Linked DNA regions of Pan troglodytes: region 1 is linked to region 2. A link is a contact called in public HiChIP or PLAC-seq data. All regions are on one chromosome and are shown on one strand. Each heading gives the region's core, a stretch centred on a gene start, on an enhancer-like site or on the middle of the called end of the contact. The rest is flanking DNA. Distances are from core to core; before and after follow the strand shown.

What was found. HiChIP or PLAC-seq counts read pairs in DNA pulled down with a chosen protein or histone mark.
Region 1: a contact with region 2 is called in an H3K4me3 HiChIP or PLAC-seq map of stem cell-derived excitatory neurons, with 5 times the contacts expected there. The contact joins the promoter of DHRS11 here to the promoter of ACACA in region 2. A contact is called at or near these places in 1 of 7 Hi-C or Micro-C datasets (stem cell-derived neural progenitor cells) and 1 of 1 datasets of contacts at active chromatin or transcription factors (stem cell-derived excitatory neurons).

Annotation. Positions count from the first base shown.
Region 1 is chr19:31,294,303-31,300,401 of NHGRI_mPanTro3-v2.0_pri, reverse strand. DHRS11 (dehydrogenase/reductase 11) reads left to right here and starts at 4,274. Exons shown (of 7, transcript XM_511425.9): 1 at 4,274-4,635. The coding sequence starts at 4,489. It overlaps GGNBP2 (gametogenetin binding protein 2), which reads left to right. Exons shown (of 14, transcript XM_001173664.6): 14 at 1,698-2,342. The coding sequence ends at 1,901.
Region 2 is chr19:30,472,522-30,478,211 of NHGRI_mPanTro3-v2.0_pri, reverse strand. ACACA (acetyl-CoA carboxylase alpha) reads right to left here and starts at 1,622. Exons shown (of 56, transcript XM_511428.9): 1 at 1,023-1,622. The coding sequence starts at 1,060. It overlaps TADA2A (transcriptional adaptor 2A), which reads left to right and starts at 1,626. Exons shown (of 17, transcript XR_010152895.1): 1 at 1,626-1,711.

The sequences.
Region 1 (6,099 bases), core at 3,025-5,524, 820 kb before region 2:
TGAAAATACATTCAACATCCCAATAAACCCTTTGTAAAGTTAAAAAAAAAAAAAATCCCAAATAAGGCTGGGTGCAGTGGCTCATGCCTGTAATCCCAGCACTTTGGGAGACCGAGGTGGGTGGATCATGAGGTCAAGAGATCAAGACCATCCTGGCCAATATGATGAAACCCCGTCTCTACTAAAAATACAAAAATTAGCTGGGCATGGTGGCGTGTGCCAGTAGTCCCAGCTACCCGGGAGGCTAAGGCAGGAGAATCACTTGAAGCCAGGAGGCGGAGGTTTCAGTGAGCTGAGATCGTGCCACTGCAGTCCAGCCTGGCAACAGAGTGAGACTTTGTCTCAAAAAAAACCTGAGTAGAACCATTGACTATTGTTAAGTCAGGACCATCTGTAGTTGGGAGAAAGGATAGAGGTAGCATTATATTCAGTAGTCTGCCTCCTTGAAGTAGGTTACTGTAAGCAAACTTTGCCTTTCTGATTGGCAAGTTATGGTAGCCACCCTTCCATACCAGAAAGAATATACAATTTGAACTAGAGGTTGCTTTCTTCTTCTAGGTGTCATGTAGGTAGGGTAAGACTCCAGTTCCTGAGACTTTTTACCTGATCCCAACTGACCCAGTGCGTAGTATAGGTGGCCCTTGGAGGAGGGGAGGAAGAAGAGTGGTGTCCTTTTCATTAGAGTCCTGATGGAACCAAATCCTTTGGAATACTAGCTTTTTTCTTTTTCTTTTTTTTGAGGTGGAGTTTTGCTCTGTTGCCCAGGCTGGAGTGCGATGGTGCGATCTCGGATAATCGCAACCTCCGCCTCCCAGGTTCAAGCGATTTTCCGGCTTCAGCCTCCCGAGTAGCTGGGACTACAGGCTTGTGCCACCATGCCTGGCTAATTTTGTATTTTTAGTAGAGATGGGTTTCTCCATGTTGGTCAGGCTGGTCTTGAACTCCCAACCTCAGGTGATCTGCCCACCTCAGCCTCCCAAAGTGCTGGGAATACAGGCGTGAGCCACCGCGCCCAGCTAGTTTTTTTCTTTTTTATGGTTGTAAAGTTTAGTTTTAATATTTATTTATTATTTTTTTTTTTTTTGAGGAGTCTCGCTCTGTCACCCAGGCAAGATAGAGTGCAGTGGCACGATCTTGGCTCACTGTAGCCTCTGCCTCCAAGGTTCAAGTGATTCTCCTGCCTCAGCCTCCCAAAATGCTGGGATTACAGGTGTGAGCCACCACCTGTATAAGTTTAATGTTTAAAAGTTTTAATGGTTGTAAAAGTTTAATGGTGATGCTGTGTAACTTACTTCTTAAGTAGAAAATGGTTATCTTTTACTTAGTTTGTAGGGATGACTGTTTCAAGATAGGACTAACTGGAGATACATCTGGCTACTTAAAATATAGGTAACTAGTTGTAACATCTTTAATTAGTTATTTTTTTAAGGCCAAGGTATGGTGGTAGTTTGCTAGGCTCATAGGCTTCTAGGAGAAATTATAGATTCAAGGTTTCAACTCAAGGAGTTGGATTTTATTCTCACTACTTTCTTAGGCAGAATGACATGATGCTTATTCTGCAAACACTCCAATTAAAGGCTTTATGTGACTGATTTGAAACTAAAAAGTTAGACTGGTTTAATTTTTAGCTGTCCTCCTCCATTACATAACATTTTGCATTCTTAAGTCATAGTCTTAACTACTGCTTTAATTTGCAGGATGAGTCTGAATGTACTTCAGATGAGGAAATCTTTATCTCACAAGATGAAATACAGTCATTTATGGCTAATAACCAGTCTTTCTACAGCAATAGAGAACAATACCGACAGCATCTGAAGGAGAAATTTAATAAATACTGCCGGTTAAATGATCACAAGAGGCCCATTTGTAGTGGCTGGTTGACAACGGCTGGAGCAAATTAAATAAATAAAATAGCTCTGTCTTTCAATGAAACACTCACGATGACTACTGCGCCTTCTCTTTCGAAAAACTCTTAATTTAGTGACTTATGGCAAAATTTTATCTTAAATCAATGTGATTCTTTCTTGTTTTGGGAGACGGTGGAGGTATCCTCATTAGTTTGTTCTTTCTTCAGGCTTGTGTCTTTAGTTGCGTGGCTGCGCAGGCCTGCCATATGATTTAAGCCATCTCTTTTCATTAAATGTTTCTCTTCCTGTGAGACTTACTAAAGCAACTTAGTGGCAAAAAGTAATGTTGTACTTATAATTCTGTACAGAAATGACAATGAGCTGAATATATGGTTTTACAAAGTAGACATCCACTTGCAAAATGTTTGGATGTAATGTTAAAGCGCAATGTGCAAAATTTAAAATAAAGAATATTTATTAATACGCACAGTAAAATTTGCTGTACATGTTTCTACTTAATATGTGGCAGTACTTTAGTATTTGCCACTTGTGGACTTGATGCTTGGCCAGTGTTGATGTTAGAAAGGATGAAGGACAGAGATACAGATTGTTGAAGACAAAAATCTTCCTTTGATGAGAACTGACAACTGAGAAAAGCAGTTTTCCAGTCTTTTTCTTTTGAGGAGATACTTTAAATACTTGCTACCATCTTACTTTCCCATGAGACTTTAATTGCTATTATTAAAGGTTCCCTAATACATAACACAAAGTACTTCTTAAATTCAGAGGTTCATATTGACCAAGAAGAATAAAAACAAAACTTGGCAGAATTTCTACCAAGGGTTGCCCAATAAGTAATTGCTCAACATGTAAGACTGGGCTCAGAAGGCTGCACTGAGAGCTAACCACATTGTGGGCTGTGTAAGTGCATGTGAGGTTCAGCCTTATCTGGTATCCAGTAACAAAGTCACTGTGGTCTTACAGTTTACTGCTGTCACAGCTGTGAGTACTAAAGGAGAGAGTTCCCCCCAGGAGTAGCATTTTGCTGCCATTTAAAAGATCCAGTCAAATAGCTCCGTAGACACATGATGCTTAGAGATTTGTGTCTACATGTTTATAATACTTGGTGGCAGCATAAAAATCATGGGACAATCAGTACTTCTGTGCAATGGAGGTGGTGTGAATTTTATGTGCTTTTAATCAGATTTTGAGTTAGATTTCAAGTGGGCAGCAGCAGAAACTTAGATTGAATTTTCATAGTGCCATTTCTTGGATCCACCTCCTGAGATGTCTTTCAAATCTAAATGTTGTATAGGAATGGGGCAGAGGTAAAAGGACTCCTCTTGGACCCTTTTTGATTTCATCCCAGAATCTAAAAAATGACTGTGGGTCTCCCACAGCCCTTGGCTCAGAGGTGAATCCCCTCTTCACCACTGTTAAGAGTCAAAGGTTCTTTTGAGATCCCTAAAAGGAAAGGCTGCTTTAGTTTAGTTTTAATCTTTGCCATTGGGGCCAAACACAGGATAGGCAAATGAGTGTTTTTGAATGAATAAACCAGCCACATTCACCGCTTACTCCATTGCTTGCTGGAAGGGAGTCAGGTGGTTATTCAAAGATGCCTTTTCTTTAAGAGAATGGCTATATTAAGTACGCAGTTTTCAGCACTTTTAGTAAAGCGAGCTCTACTCTGAACAAAACCAGCAACCCAAGAAGCGATAATGATGTGAAGACAGTTGAGGAGCACATCCCTGGCGTAAGACTGGACTGCCTGTGGTCCAAACCATGCTTCAGCACGTCAGTATACTCATCTTTAAAATTAAGATACTAATATGTGCCATCTCAGCGCGGTTGTGTAGATTAGTTACTATATTTAAAATGCCTGCTACACCATAAGCAGCAAATGTTAAATACTGTTTTAATCTTTGGCATATATCATGATACATTTGCTACAGTGGGGTAGGGGTAAGCGTGGGGGTCTAGGGCAGTTAGACACAGTGGGCCATTTAGGGACAGAATACCCCAGTACACGTGTACTCTCCGTGGCTAGTAAAGCCAAGGGATCAGGTAGGGTGAATGAGTCCTTCCCAAGGTCACCCAGCATTGATGGCGGAGACACTCGGCGTTTTCTGGGCCGAATCCCTTCCCATCAGCCACCGGCGGGTTTGGGAGGGTGTGGAAGAGTGTTGGAGTCACCTTAAGTGCCCTTAATTCCTCATCCTGGCATTAGGGTTCAGGAGTAGAGAAGGGAGACTAAGCGGGACGCTTCAGTATGCGCCCTTGGGGCTGAAGGAACCTCCCCGCTAAACCTCGGTTTCCCTGACCCCAAAGGGCAGCGCTCACTGGGGAAGCGGCGCCGCCAGCTGCCAGGACGCTCCCGCGCAGCCCGGTTTCCCTACGCCGGGGCGGGGCAGAGGGGCGGAAGGGGCGGGGCGGCCGGGCCGCGGCGGCCTCCGACTGGATACGGCGGATCGCCGGGGGCCTGAGGGTGGAGTCCCGGCCGGAGGCAGGCCGGGACTCTGGTGGGTCTAGGCGCGGATCGGACGCGAGCAGGTCGGCGGCGGCGGCAGGAGAGCGGCCGGGCGTCAGCTCCTCGACCCCCGTGCCGGGCTAGTCCAGCGAGGCGGACGGGCGGCGTGGGCCCATGGCCAGGCCCGGCATGGAGCGGTGGCGCGACCGGCTGGCGCTGGTGACGGGGGCCTCGGGGGGCATCGGCGCGGCCGTGGCCCGGGCCCTGGTCCAGCAGGGACTGAAGGTGGTGGGCTGCGCCCGCACTGTGGGCAACATCGAGGTGAGGCCGGGCCGAGGGCGGGGACGTCGCGGGCGGGTCGTTTCCCCGGAGTCGGGTTCACCTGCCCGCCACGCCGGGGCCCTTTGCTCTAGTCGGGGCGGCCTCTCGGATCCCTTAAGGCAGGCTTCTCCCTTCCCCTTAAGTCTCGTCTTTGAAGGAGCCGTTTGCCCCGACAGCCCCTGCTCGAGTTACCGAATCTCCGACCCCGGCATCTCCCCACCCGCCCCTCGCATCTGCCCAGGGTATTGGCCCGAGGAAGGGGAAGCCGGAGGTCGGGGGTGGTGGTCTCGCCCCTGTGGCCTTCTCGCCCCCGGCGGCCAAGTGCCTCTAATCTCCAGAAGTCACCCACCACGCAGGGCAAGGTGGCTGGCCAACCAGATGGGCAGGAGCCAGGACTGAGGGTGGGGTTGGGGTGGGAGCTTTACTGAAGAGCCTCAGCCCCGCCTCCTCACCTCGGGGGTGACTCATGCCCAGTGGCATGAGGAATGAATGGAATATTCATTAGTGGGCCTTCCTCCACTCTCCTGGGGCGAACAGAGTGGGTGAAATAGGGCGGAAACCTTGAGAGGATAAAGCAGCCTGGAACTCCTTACTCTGCTCTTGACGTGGGGTTGGGAGCCCACAGAGCTCAGAGAAAAATCAAGATGGCCATTTTGGAGCAGGGAGGAATTTCTGTGCTAGGCTCTCTCTGGATGTGCCCTGCAAGCTCATTCTCAGTGTCGGGCTAGTGCTTAGCTGCAGGGCTTTATCTCCACCGTGCTCAAAGTCCTCAGGCAGGGAAAGGGTAAGGAGGCCTTGGGTGGGGGCAGAGGGAGAAGGTATACAGGAAGGAGGACTGTCCCCTCCCCTGCTGCTGACCAAAGGTATGCTTTATAACCCAGATAATCCCAAGGTCACCTGGCTCCATCACTGCCCCACTCTTTCCTCCCTTTATCCTATTCTGAGGAGCTCAGGACCCAGCCCCAGCCTTGGAGCCCAGAGGATCAGGCCAGGGATTAAACAACTGGATTCCGTAATTCTGAAGCCACTCTTGCCTTCTCACCTACTCCCCTACCGCAAGCTAGCCAGGAATGGGGGGCCTGAGCCCCAAGGGGATCCCCAGGCTGATCACTCAGTCCCAGGGTGACTCCATGTCTGAGAGGAGAATGCCCCTGTTGTGAGGGGGTGACATGATGTTGTAGATCATTACTGAGGGGAGGTAGGGAGATCAGGTGGCACAGGTGGGGCAACAGGAAGGCAGTGACAGGGAGAAATACATTCTGAGCTCATCCCTTCTGGTTTTCTTGTGGCAGGAATTTTGAGTCTAGAGGAGGAAGCGGGAAGATGTACACCAGGGGAGGGGAAAGCTGCAGTCTTCCTTGCCCACAGTCTGCTTTGATTGATTCAGTCATTGATGTTAAAGCAGAATTTGGGTTCTAGCTTCCTACAGAGAAAACTCCTGTTTCCTGAAGTGATCAAATGTGG
Region 2 (5,690 bases), core at 373-2,872:
TCCTGATTTATTTTTCCATAAAACTTGCCACATTACTGGGCATTATCTATTATTTAGTAATGTGTATATTGCTTATTGACAGTCTTCCCTACTATAATATGAGCTCCATGAGGCAGAGACTTTGTTTTGTTCACTGCTGAATTCCCAGCACCTACAACAAGCCTACTCACTAAACATTTGTTGAATTAATCTTCAGGATACATCAAATGTAAAATATCCTATTATATATTTATTGATGTGATGCATAGGAAAATGTCTGGAAGGGTACATACCAAAATGTTAATTATTTATTTAACCTGGTGGGAGGTGGTTTTTCTTTCCTTTTCTTTTCTTTTTGAGACAGAGTTTCGCTCTCGTTGCCCAGGCTGGAGTGGAATGGCAAGATCTTGGCTCATTGTAACCTCTGCCCCCAGGGTTCAAGCGATTCTACTGCCTCAGCCTCCGGAGTAGCTGGGATCACAGGTGCCTGCCACCACACCCGCGTAATTTTTTGTATTTTTAGTAGAGACGGGATTTCACAATGTTGGTCAGGCTGGTCTAGAACTCCAGACCCTGTGATCCGCCCGCCTCGGCCTGCCAAAGTGCTGGAATTACAGGCGTGAGCCACCGCGCCCGGCAGGGCTTTTTTTTTTTTTTGGAATGAACTTGTATTATGCATATACCAAAAAAGAATGAAAGGGTTCACACAGGCATAAAGTGTAAGTGAATTCTAAAAAAAGGTTGGGCAAATTTATCAAAGGCAGACTTCTAAATAGATGTAACAGTTATATAGTTCAGATAAACCATGGTTTGAATTCCCTTCCCCAGTACTTCCTAGCAGTGTGATCCCAAGTTATTTATGTCAGTGCCTAGATTTCTTCACCTGGAAAATAGGGATAACAACAGGTGCCTACCTCACAAGTTTTAAATGAGACCGTATGTGTAACCTGCTTTGTGCAATGTCTGGCATGCAATAAGTACTCGACAAATGGTAGCTATTAGAATCATCATTAACAGCAGTAATAAGAGATCTTGGGACATACCTAGCCCTCAAGATTGACATCAGAGTAGACCACCACATCCTCTCATCATTGCGCCTCTATTTGGGCCTCTGAAGCCCAAAGAGGGGATGGTTCTTTCCAAAGAAGACAATTTCGACGTTCCAGAAGCATCTGATTGAAACGCACCCTCTTCACCCCTTAAAATCAGTCTGGTTCATCCACGAGCAGCCCTTCGGGGCCCGGACTGGAGAGGCAGCCACGGCTCGCCGTCCCTGGGCCCAGTTCCCTCAGCCTCAATTTCCCTTGCTGCAACAGGGGTGGAGGTGGGAACGTTATCCCCAAACCCAGGCAGTCCCGGCTCGGCCCGCCTCACCGCACTCCGGAGGGGACCAAACAGCCCCACGCGCCAGGAAGCCTCAGGCAACGGGCCACGCGCCACACGGGCAAAGTGATTACTGGTCGGAGCAAAAGTCAGGCAAGCGGCTCAGCCCCATCCTCCCAGTCCTCGGGCACGGGGACAGCAGCGGGCGCGCGGTGGGGACCGGGAAAAGGCCAAGGGGGCGGTGGCGGGCGCTCAGCACCCGGCAGGGGCCTCCACGGCCGAAGGGCGGAGGCGGCGGGCGCGCGGCACGCGGCGCGCTCGCCACTGCGCCGCCCGGGGGCGCGCACGCAAAGCCCGGAGGCGCGCGCGACCGGCGGCTCTTTGGCGCGGATTAGGGGGTCTCGGCGAGGTGAGGCGCCAGGCAGCGCTGGGCGGGCGCGTGGCGGGGCGCGAGCCCCTCTAGCGGGACTAGGGAGAAGCGGGGGCCACGAGGTGTGGCGGGGGAGGAGGCGCGGGCTGCGGGCCCCGGCGGCGGGCTTGACGCGGCAGGCTGGCGGGCCGGCGGGCGGGCAGCGGCGGGCCTCGCCGCTCTGTGGGGGAGGGCGGTGTGGGGCCGGGCCTGACCCCGGGGGCCCGCCCCGCGTCTGGGCGGTGCCCCAGTGCTCCGGCCTCGCCATTTCCCGCTCAGCCCTGGAGCGCGTAGCTCTACCAAGAATGGCCACTGTGCCTGATGCCCCTGACCAGCGTTGCCCATTTGAATTTCCTAGCAGGCCCCCCAAAGTAGGTATTTCGGTACCCTGTTAGAGCTGAGGCGCAGGTAAAATGACTGGCCCAGGCCGGTCCCACCCCGTAAGGATTTGAACGTTGGCTCCACAACTCGGGAGCCTGCGCCTTTCCTCCTCCCAACGTGGACTCCTGCCCGGCGAAGTGCCTCACTTCCTTCTCCCGGTAACTGATTCGAATTTGGCGATTGTTAGTTTGGAGCTAGCGCCAGTGTTTCCACGGAAGTTGGTGTCAGAATGTGGTCTCTTGTGAAAGGAGGAGAAAGAAGATTCTGCAGACTGCAATATTGTGCTTTTTTGCCTTTTTTTTTTTTTTTCTCCTAGGCTGTACTGCAGTGCAGTGGCATGATCGCGGCTCACTGCAATCTCCGCCTCCCAGGCTCAAGCGATTCTTGTGGCTGAGGCGCGGGCCACCACGCCCAGCTAATATTTGTATTTTCAGCAGAGGTGGGGTTTCACCATGTTGGCCAGGCTGGTCTCGAACTCCTGACCTCAAGTGATCCTTCCGCCTCGGCCTCCCAAAGTGCTGGGATTACAGGCGTGAGCCACCACGCCCGGCCCTACTATTTTTTTATTTTTTGAGATGGCGTTTCTTTCGCCCAGGCTGGAGTGCAATGGCGCCATCTCAACACACTGCAACCTCTGCCTCCCGGGTTCAAGCGATTCTCCTGCCTCAGCCTCCCGAGTACCTGGGATTACAGGCGCCCGCCACCACACCTGGCTATTTTTTGTATTTTTAGTAGAGATGGGGTTTCGCTGTGTTGGCCAGGCTGATCTCGAACTCCTGACCTCAGGTTATCTGCCCACCTGGGACTCCCAAAGTGCTGAGATTACAGGCGTGAGCCACCGCACCCGGCCTCCTACTGTGCTTTTTCGAGTGTTGATCAGTCCCTATTGACTGTGCATCCTTTACTGGACGTCTGTTTTTGTTTTTTGAGAGGGAGTTTCACACTTGTTGCTCAGGCCAGAGTGCAACGGCGCGTTCTCAGCCCACCGCAACTTCCACCTCCCGGGTTCAAGCAGTTCTCTTGCCTCAGCCTCCCAAGTAGCTGGATTACAGGCATACGCCACCACGCCCAGCTAATTTTGTATTTTTAGTAGAGACAGGGTTTCTACATGTTGGTCAGGCTGATCTCGAACTCGCGACTTCAGGTGATCTGCCCGCCTCGGCCTGCTAAAGTGCTGGGATTACAGGCATGAGCCACTGCGTCCAGCCTTGACATCTGTATTTGAAATGACACAGCTATTCCTTGTAAGACACTGCGCAAGTAACATACTCTTTCAGAGCTTGCTTGCTTTTGAAAAAGCAGCTTGCCCCAGAAGTGAGGGAGTGAGGATTCAAAGAATCCCCACACCTTGGTACCCACGGGTACCTAGCAAATGGAAAAAGTTCAGTAAATTTGGCTGTTATTTGATTGCTGCGTTCGTAATACACCCTTGCTAGACTCATTTTTCTTCAGAGCTCAACTTTTCCTTAGAGGACAGCAAAGGGAGACCTACCCCACCCCAAAAAGGGAAAGTTCTTTGATGGCAGCGTTAACGGAAATGTTGCCCACACTTAGTGATGAATTATTCTCCAAGCTAAAAATTACCAGGGTGAAAAAAATCACTTCAGAAAAGCTAAAGATAAATTAACCTTTTGTAGAATTAACATTTATTAGTCCACTACTATGTGTTTATTGTATTCCTCCTGTATGCTTGGCATTTTGAAAGCATACAGATAGGTATCCGATATAGTCTCTGCTTTCACTTATTTATTTATTATTTATTTTTGAGACAGGATCTTGCACTGTCGCCCAGGCTGGAGTGCAGTGGCACAATCTCGGCTCACTGCAACCTCCACCTGCCGGGTTCAAGCAACTCTCATGCCTCAGCCTCCCGAGTAGCTGGGATTATAGGCACCCGCCACCACGCCAAGCAAATTTTTTTGTATTTTTGGTAGAGACGGGGTTCTCACTATGTTGCCCAGGCTGGTCTGAAACTCCTGACCTCTGGAGATTCATCTGCCTCAGTCTCCCAAAGTGCTGGAGTTACAGACATGAGCTACCACACCCAGCCTGCTTTCACTTAATTTAGAAGTGGGGGAAAATAGACACTCAGAAGTAATACTCACAAAGTAGAATGTGAAAAATGCCAGATAAAAAGCTGAGAGTGGGCCGGGTGCGGTGGCTCATGCCTGTAATCCCAGCACTTGGGGAGGCTGAGGTGGGCAGATCACCTGAGGTCAGGAGTTCGAGACCAGCCTGGCCAACATGGTGAAACCCCGTCTCTACTAAAAATACAAAAATTAGCCAGGCCTGGTGGCCCGCGCCTGTAATCCCAGCTAATTGGGAGGCTGAGGCAGGAGAATCGCTTGAACCCGGGAGGCGGAAGTTGCAGTGAGCTGAGATCGTGCCATTGCATTCCAGCCTAGGCAACGAGAGCGAGACTTAGTCTCAAAAAAAAACAAAAACAAAAAGCTGTGAGTGTACAGAAGAAGGATTATTTTTTGACTTAGTGTAAAATATTATTTTATTTCTGCTTCAAAGAAGATACTTTGGGCCAGGCATGGTGGCTCACACTTGTAATCCCAGCACTCCAGCACTTTTGGAGGCCGAGGTGGGCGGATCACTTGAGGCCAAGAGTTCGAGACCAGCCTGGCCAACATGGTGAAAACCTGTCTCTCCTAAAAATACAAAACAATTAGCCAGGTATGGTGGTGGCACATGCTTGTAATCCCAGCTTCTCAGGAGGCTGAGGCACAAGACACGAGAATCAAAAATGAGAACCAAATGGAGAATGAGAATCCCTTGAACCTGGGAGGCAGAGGTTGCAATGAGTACTCCAGCCTGGGCAACAGAGCCAGACTGTGTCTCCAAAAAAAAAAAAGAAACAGAGACTTAGTCTGTCCTCCAAGCTGGAGTGCAGTGGTGGCTCACTGCATCCTCGACCTCCTAGGCCCAAGCGTTCCACCTCATCCTCCTGAGTAGCTGGAACCATAAGCATGGGCCACTGTACCCGGCTAACTTTTTTTTTTTTTTTTAAGAGATGGGGTCTCCCTATGTTGCCCAGGCTGGTCTTGAACTCCTGGGTCCCAGTAATCCTCCCACGTCAGCCTCCCAGAGTGCTGGGATTACAGGCATGAGCCACTGTGCCTGGCCCTGTTACGTACTTGTTGAAAGAGTGAGGAACAAATGTATGTTGTAATAGATAGGATTTTTTGGTTTCCAGTTACAGAAACTCGTTCAGTCTTATGATTAAAGTTGAGTTTATTAAAGTTTATTAAAGAGAGAGAAATGAGAGAAGAGTTAAACAGTTGAGCCACCTGGGGCTAGGGATTTCAACAGCCAGAGCACATGGACTGAATTCTTTGAATGAATTCTAGTGAATAACTAAGCTCCAACTGCCTTCTGTCCTTTCATGTCTTACTCAAGATCCAGATTTCTGGAAGAAGAGACCTGGTTGCTTTAGCTTTTATCAGGGGTGGGGAATGGGGTATTGTGATTGGCAGCCCCACCAGTACCACATGAAATGTGGGAGGGTCAGTTTCCCAAATAAAGATGGCAGCTAAGGAGAGAAATGATGCTGAGTAGAGAAAGCCAACAGTTGTTTATTAGAAATATGTAG